Linked DNA regions of Gasterosteus aculeatus: region 1 is linked to region 2. The links are chromatin contacts, called in public Hi-C maps. All regions are on one chromosome and are shown on one strand. The core of a region is the stretch at or near the end of the contact, and the rest is flanking DNA. Distances in the headings are between cores, read along the strand shown.

Region 1 (7,282 bases), core at 1,809-4,308, 230 kb before region 2:
TCCCATTTTACTCTTCATGAAACACAATGCTCAGAATTAACCACAGCGCACACCGGGTAGTCTTTTTATTGATGACCTGTTGACACCTGTCTTTGAGTGCTGCCAAAACATCTGAACAATTGATTACATCACAGGCCTTGAACCGAAACAAGTCCATTTTCTGACTTGACAGGCAGGTGCTTTTGTGTCGTGCTCGCGCAGCCTTCCCAGTTCAGCATGAGATAAGCTGAAGGGAACTCTTAACTCCATAATAGCACTCACAGGCCATGCCCATTAACGCTCTTGCAGTGCAAAGTACCGTCGTCAACACCATAATGGCCACATTAACGAGCATTACACAGCCATTGGTTTTTAGAACCGTTTACTGCCACTGAGCTCATGCATCATAGGAGTGTGTTCAACACTGCGCCCCGTGATGGCTGCGAGTTCTTTATGTTCACTTCCTGCTTCTCCCAAAATGTGTCTTCCTGTCTCTGCAGTTGCATTCGTGCTGCCAATTTCCCCACAGCTTCAGTTCTTCACTAAGCTTCCCTCTGCTCATATGTTTAATCTGCTCTTTTCTCTTTTGAACTCGGCCATGGTCGTCCTCAGACGGCCTTCACTCGTCTGAGGACGTCTCTCTGTGTTCCTCTCGCTGCTCATCTCCGCAACACAAAGACGTGTTTTCTTGGTGAACATCTTTTCTTTAGCCTTGTCTTCCTCCCGTGTCCCTCAATTTCTCAGAGGCAGTTTTTCTTCCTACATGAATCTTGAAAAGATTTTTCCATGTTCTTGAGCAGTACGCAATTGAGAGACCTTTCTCCTGCCAATATCCCCTAAAATTCTCCCATTGTCAGAAGCAGTAGTTTTCACAGATCGTAATTTCAATCCATCAATCCAGTTAAATGAAGTTGGAGGATAGGTGGATGATGAGTTGGGAGAGGAGGAGTTATTTTCAGCCATCAGGCTGTTGAGACACTGGGTCAGATGATCTGGAAGAGTCAGCTACTAAGACTTTGGGTTTTAGCACTGGATTCATTGTAGATTATGCCAAGTTCTGAAGCTGAGTTGTTGTTTTTTCCTCTTTCTAGACAGATGGAAAGAGGGAAGTTTGTTTTAAATCATTACTGAATAAGAAATCCGACTGAAAAATCTCCTTTTCCTATTTTGTATTGCAAGAAAGACGAGTTTCCGAAACAGCGTTAATGCTTTAAAAAATAATACAGTAGATTGCAAACATTAGTATTTTTGCTTCAAATAATCAGAGAAAGCTAATTTATAATTCATAGCATTGCTTCATCACAATCTTGTTCTTGCCCTCTGCATTCCACATTTGGAATATTAGCTCGTTGTCTAAATATGCCTTGTTTTTTGCTGATTGTATTAGAAACAAAAGGGAAGTTCAATCAGTCATTTTCTTTTAAACTATCAGAGGTGACTCACACATCGGCACAGATGACAAAATACAAACAAAGCCACCTCTGACTCTTTTTTCAAAGATCTTCGCTGCTCTGTCAAAACATCAGCAGCATCTGATTGGTTCATCCAGGACGGTTTAATGACTTGTCAGTCATCGCTGCCTCGGTACGACACAGGCGTCGTATTCCCCACTTCTACCTTCTTTCATTTTGCTCTCCTGTGGTTGCCAGATTCAACCATTCAGCACAGGCTTTAAGATCCCATGTTGAGGGATTACATTAATCTGATTAAAATGAAAAAAGGTAACTGCTTTACAGTTTAGCTTCTTGCACTAATCATATTACAGATGATAAAGCCTATGGGTGGTTTGTCACAAGTGCTTTCTATGTTGCTGGTTCCAGTGCAGTCCCAGTTATAGGATCAGCACCACGGACAGCGAATGTGAATGCTTGTTATTATGGACAATAATAGTTCATGTTGACTGTGGATATGAAGTAAATCATTACCTTACAGAGTTCTTGTGTAGGTAATGGCTAATTATTGTCCACAGTGAATAATATTTGTTTGTTTTGCATATACCCCTTTATTCTTTCTTTAGTTTAAGTTAATGTCAGTGTTTTTTATTACATCATAAAATCTATTTATTAACCCGCTGTCTTTCTCTGCCTCTCAACCTCCATCTCCTGCTGCAGCCTCCATCGTAGTCCAGAAGTGGTGGTGCCAGATGCACCCGTGTATGGACGGAGAGGAGTGTAAGGTCCTGCCGGACCTGACTGGCTGGTCCTGCAGCACTGGCAATAAAGTCAAAACCACCAAGGTGAGAAGAATGACTTTCTTGACTGTCTGAGCTTGCTTAGTTGTATAAAGTGTTTGCATGCCTGTCTCTCTTTCTCCCTACGTCTGTCTAGAAGTGTCATTTTCAACACTGATCCATTGTCCGTACATTGGATGCACATCTCATTTCGCACATTCTGAAGCTCCTTTCTGTTTTAATTTTGCCTGTTCTAGTTTTTTTTAAATATATGCACAGTATCACCTTCCGGCTGAATTAAATTACTGCAGTCTTTGATAACTTCTTATTTCTAAGCAACAAAAAAGTAAATAATCTGTGTTCACATCAAGTGTTCATTTCAAAAAGCCAATTTAGAAACATAAGATCGACAGAAAGTACAAATAACAATATGACTGATATTGTCATTGTTATTGTTATGATGAATAATTTGCCTTGATCTTCTATCAAATTGATTACTTTTATTACCCGTGGAACATCTTGCATTAATCACTTTTGGGAAACATTTTTTTTAACTTGCTGCCCCTCAATGATGTTTTTCATCCTGTATCTCACTGCACAAGAAGAAGTGCCACCCGAGCAAACTAATCTTATAAACAAAGGTTTTTTTTGATCTTCAAGATGCCCACAAATGAGTGTAATCCAATCTAAGCACTAGTTTCTAACGTCAATGACACGGATACGGAGCTAATCAACAAGCAAGCTCCCCCAGTGAACCTTATTTGTTAATCTGCTGTAACCGTGTCTCCTCTGACGAGGCTGACAATAAACTGATGAGCAAAACACCGGACCTGTATACACTCTGTACCCCAGAACACCAGTGTGTGATTCCATGTAAACTGACACTGTCTAGATGAGACAAAGTGATTTAAATGAAAGTCCTTCATGGCCCTTTGTAAGCCGTTGAAGTGTGAAAGTTAATTTGCGGGGTTGACTGCTGGGCTGTGTGTGTGTGTGTGTGTGTGTGTGTGCACGTGTTTGTCGTGAGACTGAGCAGGTGCAGTTTGTTTACAGGTGAAACATAAAAAAAATAAACATTTGTGAGGAAAGCGGCGCCGGCGCCATAAGAGTAATTGCTCGGGAGATGGCGTAACAGCGCAACATCTGTCGCGTTCATTAGAATGCATTAAAGCTGGGGCCCTTCCGCAGAGGCTTTACAATTAAGAATCATAATTAAATTGGTGAGTGGGATGGACTGAGTAACAGAGGCACCGCTGGGCTCAGTAATAGGCAGTGGAATTAACGACCCTCTTGCCTAACACCAACTCTGGGACTGCTAGGTGCAATTATCCTCATTCTGTTGCATGGTGCCATCTCTCTCCTCCTTCTTCCTTTTGTCTCCCACCCTTTCTGACTAGTCGCTCAGGTGAGAGAGAAATGAGGAGCCAACGGCGGACGGCATCGGTGGGCATTAATTGTGCATTCGCAAGGTGCCTCCCTGCTGACCGGGGAGCAGTTATTTGGAAACTTGGTTGCAGATGTCACTGAAGATGGTTGCAATGAGACAACGATTCCCTGGCAACTGTGCGCGCGGCCCTGCTCTCCTGCTCCCTTTGTGTCTCTCTTCTTTATCCTGCGTCTCGCTTTCTACCCATGACCTCCTTTCACCATCTCAGCATCCCATTCACCATGATGATCTGTCTGTGTCCATCTCTTTGCCTCCCACACAGCGTAGGAGTGCTGTGGAAAGAAGCCTGACAGAGAAACCACAACACTGTTGAGCAAAGACATCAGACACATATCCTCACAAGTCCCATTTCATATTGCTGGATTTATGGTGAAATGTTCTCCGAATGGTCAGCATTCTCATGACTATAATGACATTTTCAATACACGAGCACATCTCTTTTGGTTTGTTGATGGAAAGCAACCTCTGTACATCTCCAATTATATGTTTTCCACACTAGGTGTAAACAAACTATTACAGCTCCCAGACATGTGAAATCCAGCTCGAGCAGCCAAGACACTGTTGGTTCCTGGAAACAGTCAGACGGCAAAGAGACATTTTCAATCCTAGTCGGAAAGTCTGGAATATTCACCCATGACCTCTGATTGACTCTTACTAATGGGAACATTCATTCACTGGCAGTGAAGTGGGACACTTGTATGTAATTACATTTCTTTGTGACACTGATCCTCCTGTCTTATCTGTGATATTTTCTCTTTTTTAGGTCACACGATAGCAAGAGAGACAATGAGCCACGAGGAAACCTGAAACTCTCCATGTGAACATGCTGGATGACTCACACATATTCGCTGCACGATGGGGGGAATAATAAAGGAAAGGACACCGTCAGGCCATCCATCACAAAACAATGGAATAAAATGCACTCATCACAAACTATGTACTCTCGGCTACATGGAGCCACATGTACAGCTTGCACAGTATGCTGTGTGTTGAGAACAATGGACTACAATCATGGAAACCCAGGGTATATCTGGACACCAGTGGATTCTTATTTTGCAATAGTGGACAAAATGTGGACTGATTACAAGAGGAGGCTGATTTTAAAGAGTGATTACGCATTTCAAAGTATATATTTCAACAAAGCATTTGTGGATTTTGAGATGTGAACTAAAAGCTGTGCTTTGAGTCTGGCTGGACACATTGGACGAACTGGCGGTCAATATGTAGAGCTTGTACTGGAGACAATGGAGATGATAGCAGCTGATAACTAGCAATTAGCAAATTAGCATCAAATTGCTGTAATTGGTCAAGTCACGACCATGAACACTGCTTTACAGGAGTAACTTTGCAGTTCTAATTAGGAATGTAGGATCATAATGGCATATTTAAATTCATGTAAGATATTTGCACTAGTTGAAGACGGGGAAATGTTTTTGTGTTTTTCTAGATATCTCCCATTTTTTGCTGTGGATGTCACATGGAACTGGAGGTGAGCATTTTGTAAAATGTCTTAACACTTGGAGTAGGTAAAAATATATAAATATATATCACGCCCCATTATTCCTGAGTAGTAATTGGTTCAAAATGGCTCTGACTTTAGAGCCTTACTTACGTAAAGCTTGACACAATATGAACTAGCAAAGTGTGATTCATTCGTCTCATTTTTGCCCAGAAACATTTCTGAGCTCAGCCTTCAAAGTTATATACCTTTGATCTATTATATTCAATCTGTGACATCTCTTATGTTAACTGTTAAAAGGAGGCCCATAAAATGTTCAAACAAGAAGGACTAATTGTCTTTATGTTGTTTATTTGGAATGCTCTCTGCTGTCTCCCTGGTAATATTCACGTTTGATATTTGCAAAGGCACTGTAAACACAAAACAATCCTATGAATAGGGCTATTTTTAATTACGTTTATTTGGGAATGCAATGTGTTTTTGTGCGCACATTGCCTATTGATTGCCGCCAGAAGCACCCCCTCCCCCTGCACACTTCACATCAACCCTTCAGTAAGATATACTGAAATAATTACCATCCATAATGGCAGTTCAGCCATCCCTTTGCAAACATGTTTTTCCTCCCACAGGGCTCGATCATTACTGCGCAGAGTACAATAACGTAGCGGCCCCAACAACCACCTTAAATCTCTCAATTATCTCCATCCATTCTTCTGCTCACCGTCGCCTCTTCTTTGAACCCTTCTGTCGCTCTCTTGTGCCCACCTCTCTCTCTCTTTCTTCCGTGCAACATTGCATGGAATACAATAGATGGCACAGTTGAAGTAGTTTTCACATGCCGTAGTTATTCTTTTCTCAGCCGTTTGTGCCGGTTTGCTGTTTCATGCTTTCTTTTTTTTTCCTCCTGTGGACACACATGCAAGTGCTGCGTCGTTTTTTCGCAAACTGCATCTGTCTGCCTCTCTGATATGTGAATGTGTAGGGTCAGTGTGCCCAGGGGTTAGCTTGCCCGGGGGGCGGGCGGGGGGGGGGGGGGCGAATGCGAGCCTCTGCTTTCAGACATGCTGCTTTGTGCGCTAGGATAAATCTGTGGGAGCTTGAGCTGCTGCCTCTCCAGCTGCGGTGCGAGAGCCGTGAGCCAGAGGGATCTGGGGGACAGCAGGGCTACCAGTGGCAGGCAGCTCCACTCTCTCATTACTGAGAGGCTCGGATAGCACCGGGCTTCTCTCGGGACCACTGACATGGAATATTTTTAGGCCCGCGGTGCAGTGCTGCAGTTAGGCCAGTCGCCCCGCAATGCCCTCTTTCCTTCAGCAGTGGTCCATTTAGAGCGGGAATAAGACGACATTATGCAGCCGCATCCGCAAGCACACATTCACGCAAAAACGTACCTGCCGTCCGACAGCTCCAACCACTCCCACGTACAAACATAATAATGAGTGACAACATCATCGTCGTCGTGGCGCAAGGTTGGTGGTTCGGGTACCGGCTGCCCCATGTCTCAAGTCAAGTGTCCCTGAGCAAGACACCTAACCCCTAATTGCTCCCCGGGCAAAATGTAGAAAAGCCATGGGTTTAAATTGTAATGTAAGTCGCTTTGGATAAAAGCGTCAGCTATATGACCTGTAATGTAACAAGAATCAGCAGAGGAAGTGAATATGAGGGCTTCCTCCCCTCTATTTCCATCTCTCCCCTAGAGGCTTCGTGTTTTGTAGATGAGGCTGGTGCCTCTCTCCCTCCGTCCTACATTGCTCTCTTCAGCAGAATCAATATTTGAGGACAATTTGCGCTGCGATGCTCCCTGGTGGCTGCGGTCTGACGCTGCGGCTCCCCCCTCGTAGTTCCTACGATGCTTAGACGGACGGATAAGATCTGCCCGGGACCGATTCACAGCTCGTTTCAGGTCACCGCTATTCAGCAAGAAAATCTGCAAAAGTTTACCATGGTATGTGTGTTAACGAGTGTTGTACGGCCTCGGCCAGCCCTGAAGCATCCTGTGAGAAGGAAGATGACTTGTTAGGAGGCCTCAAGATAGCTTGGAGGGATTTCGTATTACCATATTCATACACATACCATGCAATTTTAGCATCAGTTCTGTGATCTGTTTTGTAAAAAAAAACACTTTTAACGTCCTTGTTACCAAATGCTTTCAAATAAAATATATGAATATGTCTATGAACGTATGGCTTGTGCTTACAGGCCCATTCTTTTTTCTAACTGAAAGGGG
Region 2 (6,826 bases), core at 3,266-5,765:
CTGGCTGAGTTCAAGCGTAAACTGAAACTATTTCGGTGGGACCTATTCGATCCGTTCTCGCGGTATCTCAAGAACGCTGTAAGCAATTTCCTCAAATAAGGCATGAACCACTCACGCTGAAGGATGAACAGATTTTAATTTGGTGATCAAAGATCACAGTCACCTCACGTCCTTCCAATCCTCTTGAGTTTTTTACCCATTTTTTTCAACATCCATTTGAAAGAGTACTCATAAAATACTCAATTGGAACGGACTGTGATCTCACAAAACACAATATGGGCCATAACTCAGGAATTCATTTTATTTTAGGCATCTAACACAAATGTCTAAGGATAAAATTAAATAGTGATGGCGTTTGACAGGCACAAATGCAAACTGACGACCAAGAGGCGGCGATTCAGGCATGAAGTCTTCTCACTGGAGTTATTAGACTTTTGCCATTAGGCTGACAATCGGACCTCATCCATAGCACCGCAAATGTTTTATTTCCTGTGCTCACTTAACTCAATGGAACTTCAGCTTTTGTAAACCTGCAAATCCCATATTGTGCTGTAAAAATAAACCTCCCTGTGCAATGAAAGTACTACCATGCTTGTGTGTCAGGAGAGGGCAGAATGGTTAATTAGACATGGCTACAAAGCAGCCGTCATGGCCCATGAGCCCCGCTGCTCCCTTACAAAGAACGACGAACCTCAAAGCTGCAACGGGCATCTCCAGATGTCCCCCCTCTGGTCACCGCCACGCCTCTTCCACCTTCATCACCGCCACACCTCCTCCACCACCATCACCGCCACGCCACTTCCACCTCCATCACCGCCACGCCACTTCCACCTCCATCACCGCCACGCCTCTTCCACCACCATCACCGCCACGCCTCTTCCACCACCATCACCGCCACGCCTCTTCCACCACCATCACCGCCACGCCTCTTCCACCTTCATCACCGCCACGCCTCCTCCACCACCATCACCGCCACGCCACTTCCACCTCCATCACCGCCACGCCTCTTCCACCACCATCACCGCCACGCCTCTTCCACCACCATCACCGCCACGCCTCTTCCACCACCATCACCGCCACGCCTCTTCCACCTCCATCACCGCCACGCCTCTTCCACCTCCATCACCGCCACGCCTCTTCCACCTCCATTGGCTGCAAGCACAATCATTCCAGCCTTGATTGGTCTCTATCCAAACTTCAAAGAGGTGCTCTGGTATGCAGATACCTGGCCCACAGCAACCACACTATATTATATTATAGGATCCTTTCCTGATCCTGATCCTGAAGGTGTACACTGGTTATGAATAAGTTCCATTAGAACTGGGACTAACATCGGGCAACGTAGATGATAGAATGGGTTTAGTGGTAACCGCTCCATGTTCCCCGGATGAAACCTTGTGTACACCCGTCATCGATCAGGCAGCTATTGAGCTGACTGCTGCTGTGAGTTTTTTCCCGTCAGGTGAAACTTCAGATGCCGCTGTCTGGCCATGTCACTGCTGGAGACACCTATTGACAATCTTTGGCGTAATGCTCAGTCTGTCTCTCCGCCGTCCCAAGAAGAGGCTGTCATGCTTCAGCAGGCCGGATAATTATTTCCCTCTTATCCTTCCTTGCCAGCGCCAATCTTAGCCTTCAATAGAAGTTAGGGGCCGCACCACTTCCCATCACCTCTTTGCGTCTCTTTTCTTCTCCATCTCTCTTCTTCCATCTGTTTCACTTCGCCTCACTCTCTGACTTCAAGACCTTCTCTTCGCTCAGACTCTTTGTGTCATCCTCTGTCTTGTTCCGTATCCTCTCTGAGAATAGATATGCACGGGCAAAATAGTTCCTCGGTTTGACAGAATTGAAGCTCAAAGTAGCTGGTAGATCGCTACATGAGCACTTTTTCTTTGCATTTTTGCATGGGTGTCTATATATATATATATATGTCGCCTTGAATATATGACAGAACTTATGGAAGCGTGCTCATCCACAGAGCCTTCTCTTTGTGTTGTGACACGAAGCACAATAACACAGCGGGAGAAATTTAAGGAATTCCAAGAAACTGTTTTAAGTGCGAGTGCTCTGTTGTGACAGCGCCTACCTCTGTCTCTTGTAACCAGGCCGAGTATTGCTTATCTTTATTGAAACCGGTATCAACAACACTCTTCAGTGATCATTTGGTGCCATCACGACATTTGCTTTGTACGCGGGATAATGTTGTGTTGTTGTACTTCCATCCAATTGTCACAGGCCCGAGTTCTCGCGTCCCTTTTTGCTGCCCCCCCCCCCCCCCTCCCATCCAATGTAAATGGTCGGTGGCTAAGCTCAGTGCTTTATGGTTCGGATGCAGCGAGACAGGCGAAACCTCTGGCATCAAGTCCAGACAAAAGATATATGCAAAAAAATCCTAGACAACACTTTGACCATGTAAGACAATTTACTCCCTTCTCGCGTCAAACTAGGACAGAAACTAAATAATTGTTTTTCCCTGAACAGCCGTACAGTCATTGCAAGAAGTGTGATTAGAGTCCGCAAGCCTGCCTTGATTTGGAAGCCGTGCATGTTAACCTGTGGCCCCAGGCCGAGCACGGGGCTCTCTGCCGATCGAAAAAACAAATAAACAAGCCCTGCCAGAACAGGCGGTGCCGGTGCAGGCTGTCTCCAGTAGATAAGACAGAACAATTGCCCTTAATAGGCCACAGAGAGACAAACCCCCATCTTCAGCCCTGCCTTTTCTTACTCCTATCTGCTTCGCTGGTAACAAAGGAAACAAGATGCTTTCCCTTTCCTTTCTTTCCTGCAGAGAGATTAGCGGCGCTTAAGAGGGGTATGGGCATGAAAATGTGTGTTTGAGTGATAATTCAGCAACGCACGTGCAGCTTGTGACAACAAGCTGTGCAGAATGCGAGGAAACACAATGCTTCTATTCCCCTCTGGGTTGAAACTTGGAGGAGAGAAGTACAACATGTTTGTTTGCTGTTAATCAGTCTGTGGAAGGAATATGAAGACTTACTGAGCATGTGTCGTGCCTATACGATGTTGCGCTCATGTTTCAGTCCGTAACGTTTTCCCCATTGATGTGCGTTTTGTAAGTACATGCACATTTAGTCAAACATGCATCCAGGAAACATAAAAACAAAGGCGGGAGGAGTACCATACAGGCCCATGTGAGCGTGTCCAATTGTCAGGGTTACATTTCTTGCACTTAGTGAGGCGCACAATAGCAGGCAGAAAAGCCTGTTTCCCCCGTGAAGGCCTTTTTTTTTTTACTTCGAGGCAAAAAAAGAGCCTTGGCGGGGATTTGGAATGCCGACAGCAATGATCCTATTTTGTGAAATTAGAATCATTTCAGCGCAGGCCCAGGTAGAAGGCACCGGCTCACGCCGTAACAGCGCCTGAAAGAATGCACAAAGATCTCGCTAAAAAGAGCGAGCTGGCACATTGTACCTGGTGCCTTATGCTGAGCTCTGATGAAAGAAATTCATCCCGCTGCTAAGTTAGCTCACCTGAAAGGAATGCCTTTAAGGAGAAAGGAATAACTGAGGGAAAATGCTACAGAGAGGTGTAGGAGATTTCAGATCTGACAGATTGCCGTGTGCAATGTTATTTCATACCTTAAGGCTGGTTTTGTGAGCCACTGTGAGCTGAGTGGAGCAGAGCTGTTGTTAGCCTCTTGATTGGAGAGAGGGCATCTAGCCAAAGAGGTTGACCCTAAATTAGACTTCTGTTCTTTTGGTGAGTCTATTCTTGTGGTATTTTAACCTCTTACGGACGAGTACCTCGCTAAAATGACATTTTTTTTTTTTATAACTAATGAGGATTGTGCAGTCCACTGCAAAAGGACCAATTTGCTTCATCAAAGGTAAATACTGCTATTAAGTACTGAATTAACCGTCCTCGCAGAGAACATGATTACAGAGATGAAAAAGATGCACACATTCGTGCCTTTTCGGCTCTTAGCTTCAGCGTTTTTGCATATTTTCAATTATAGGCTGTTTTCCCTCTGGGCACACAGTAGTTACCACATTATCTCTCTTCAAATTACAGTTGTGTGTGGTGTTGTTACTCTGCATCTGTAATTTACTCGCAGTGGGCAAACGTGGCTCTACTTAAACATTCAATGTATACATGTTGCCGGTTTGTGCCAACAAGTAATGTTCTGTAGGCTGTAGACTTGCTTGCAAACCTAAAGAAGAGGAAACGTAGAGCAAAGTGCAACTAAGTCCTTCTCACCACATCCATATTTCTATAAACCGTATTTATTTCTTTACCAAGCGGCATAAACCATGTCCTACGTACCATTAATATACATGGGTGTCAATAGGAGACGCATGAATGGAAGAAAAATGGTTCTTCCCAATAGAGACAGAGTTGAAAAATGGGCCGCAAACCGAGCCTTCTCCGGTGGGGCTGCAAAAAGGCATCTAAATCTCTGCTGCCCCCCAGTGGGGGCCAGATAATGCTCTGTGTGTCTGTGTGAGACCCCGACTCGAACCCTGTGGCAAGTAGTCGTCATTATGTGCCAAAGTACACTGATATCATGAGGTAAGTGTCCCATATAGCTGTGACTCCATCATTGATTCACTGGGCATGTGTGAGTAACACAGCCACAATCACTGTTAACCTCCATTCATTTCATGTCAGTACGGTATGTTTACCGGATTTAAAACGCATCAGAAAGAGTAAATGCTCAGACTCAAGCTTACAGATTTGGTCGGTTATATTGAAGTATGAATTTCTCCTTCGCGTCTCTTTAACTTGGCCGTCTGTTCGTAGTGATAGTGGCAAAGTTGAACTGCCACACCTGCGCAGGGCAGTGGGGCAACACACATGCATACATGTGTGAACTGCAGGTAACAGGCTGTCAGAAGAACGGTTTAGTACACGGCCGAGGTCTGAGGGTCAACAAGCCGTGAACATTTCACACCTCTTTCCTTCGTGTCTTCTCTGACTGCTCAACTCACACGCAGTCCCCTCACTCCGCGCCTCCTGACACATGTAAATGACTGCTGAGTATTGGGTACTAATGTAGTTTTCTTTCACAAGTGTGTGAATGTAGTTCTGTGGCAGAGCTGTGCAGTGTGTGTGTGTGTGTGTGTGTGTTGGTACATCTGGCTGTGATCACCTTGTCCAGTCTCATACGAATTACTAAAAGTCACAATATTTGACCATTGCTTCATGAACGTGTTGCATTATTTGTTTCAGGCAACACTAAATTGCTGGAGGGGCCAATTACATATTTACAGTTACACAATGCACAAAATACCCCGTTTTGCAAGAGATCATTTTACCTGTATTAGTTAGTGATCATTTTGCTTGTATTTGTTTTTCATTTATGATGTGTACAGTTTGTGTACAATGTACAGTTACAGGTAATAATGTTTCCCTGCCTTTATCCCCCTCGGCCACATCCCTGTGCGATACACTTCCATCAGCGTGAAACACTTCTCCGTGCTCACATAACGGCGTGCTCTATTATCTTTGCATGATGTCCGAGCCTTTGTGCTGCTGTTTTTTTGTTTTGTTTTTGTTGTCAAGCTCCTTCCTGGCCTTGTGTCGTTCTGGGCTGTTTATAAGGAGATGGTCATTAGGATGGCACGTAGAGGACAATGTCGCTCTGATAGCTATCCAAGTCCTTGATCCCTTTAAACATCATTACCACATACTGAAAAAAAATACACGTTCACCAGCCGCACACACAAACACCCACAAGCTGCTCATCCAAATCGCCGCTAACAGATTAGCAGTGATTATAAACAAACACGGAGGATTAATCCTGTTTGCTCTCAGTCTACTTTTTCACTGAGCTAGCCAGGGTAATTACCAAGTGCTAGATTGTTAGTGTAATTGCACGCACACACACGCGCACGCGCGCGCACACACACACACACACACACACACACACACACACTAGCCGCCTTGCATCACTACTTACTGATATCAGCTTCAAGCTCATTTTGCAAAGAAACTGCAAGACAGCAGAAAGGAACAGACAGTGGGATGGTTTGGCAAAACTCTAGACCGCCGTGTTGATTTCGGGTTTCGTGTTGGAATCCACCTTTGGCCTCTTAGTCAATGTTATCGGCGACTTTTCATTCCCCAAAGAAAGGCTCTGTAGACACGAGCTTGTGAATCCAGACAGAACAGTGTTTAAGGACCTCTGCCAAGGGTGACAATAGGTCGACGCACCTTCATCCGAACACCCTTCATTATCTACTTCAAGCTGGGAGATCTCATCAGAAAATATGAACCCTGTTTATTGCAAAAAAAATCTGTGAATTGATTGGAGGAAAGAAGCGTGGTATGCTGCACACTTTCAAACGTCTATTATGACACATGGCGTTGCCTCGTGTCGGCTGTGGAGCTTCCTTTGTTCCCCGTGTATTTCTCCCAATGAAATACTGCTTAATTATTTGGCCCAAATGTCGCCTATTTTACCTGCTTCTACCGTCTTCACTTTACAGAGGATTGGTCAATAGTTGTGTTTCTGTTTGGACACACTTTGTTCAGCCATTGCAATGAAGGTTTCTTTGCACAGGGCCATTTTGATTTTGTTTACGGGGGGGGGGGGCTGCCTCTTGACTTACTCTTTTTTTCTGTTCCCTTCTTTCACAGGTCGAGGCCATCCTGGTCAACATCTTTGGTGGAATCGTCAACTGTGCCATCATCGCCAACGGCATCACCAAGGCGTGTCGAGAGCTGGAGCTAAAGGTGCCGCTGGTTGTCAGGCTTGAAGGTATAAAACGTGCCCCCCCTCACAGACACACACACACACACACATGAGATTTATTTCGTAATGAGGATTTGATAATAATAAATATCATCACTTTACATAGAAAAT

Evidence for each region. Hi-C and Micro-C count contacts between places; a contact is called where the count stands out from the background.
Region 1: a contact with region 2 is called in a Hi-C map of skeletal muscle, with 5 times the contacts expected there. The contact joins two enhancer-like sites. A contact is called at or near these places in 2 of 6 Hi-C or Micro-C datasets (skeletal muscle and tail fin).

Annotation. Positions count from the first base shown.
Region 1 is chr17:16,429,882-16,437,163 of fGasAcu3.hap1.1, reverse strand. tafa4b (TAFA chemokine like family member 4b) reads left to right here. Exons shown (of 6, transcript XM_040204963.2): 5 at 2,091-2,215; 6 at 4,360-5,385. The coding sequence ends at 4,371. Among protein-coding and RNA genes, the nearest start is that of tafa4b, 33 kb to the left of the region's middle. Within about 2 kb of position 3,058, at least 1 of the 9 cell types and tissues checked has open chromatin away from gene starts, as enhancers often do.
Region 2 is chr17:16,206,175-16,213,000 of fGasAcu3.hap1.1, reverse strand. suclg2 (succinate-CoA ligase GDP-forming subunit beta) reads left to right here. Exons shown (of 11, transcript XM_040204051.2): 10 at 6,601-6,721. Among protein-coding and RNA genes, the nearest start is that of LOC120835210, 50 kb to the right of the region's middle. Within about 2 kb of position 4,515, at least 1 of the 9 cell types and tissues checked has open chromatin away from gene starts, as enhancers often do.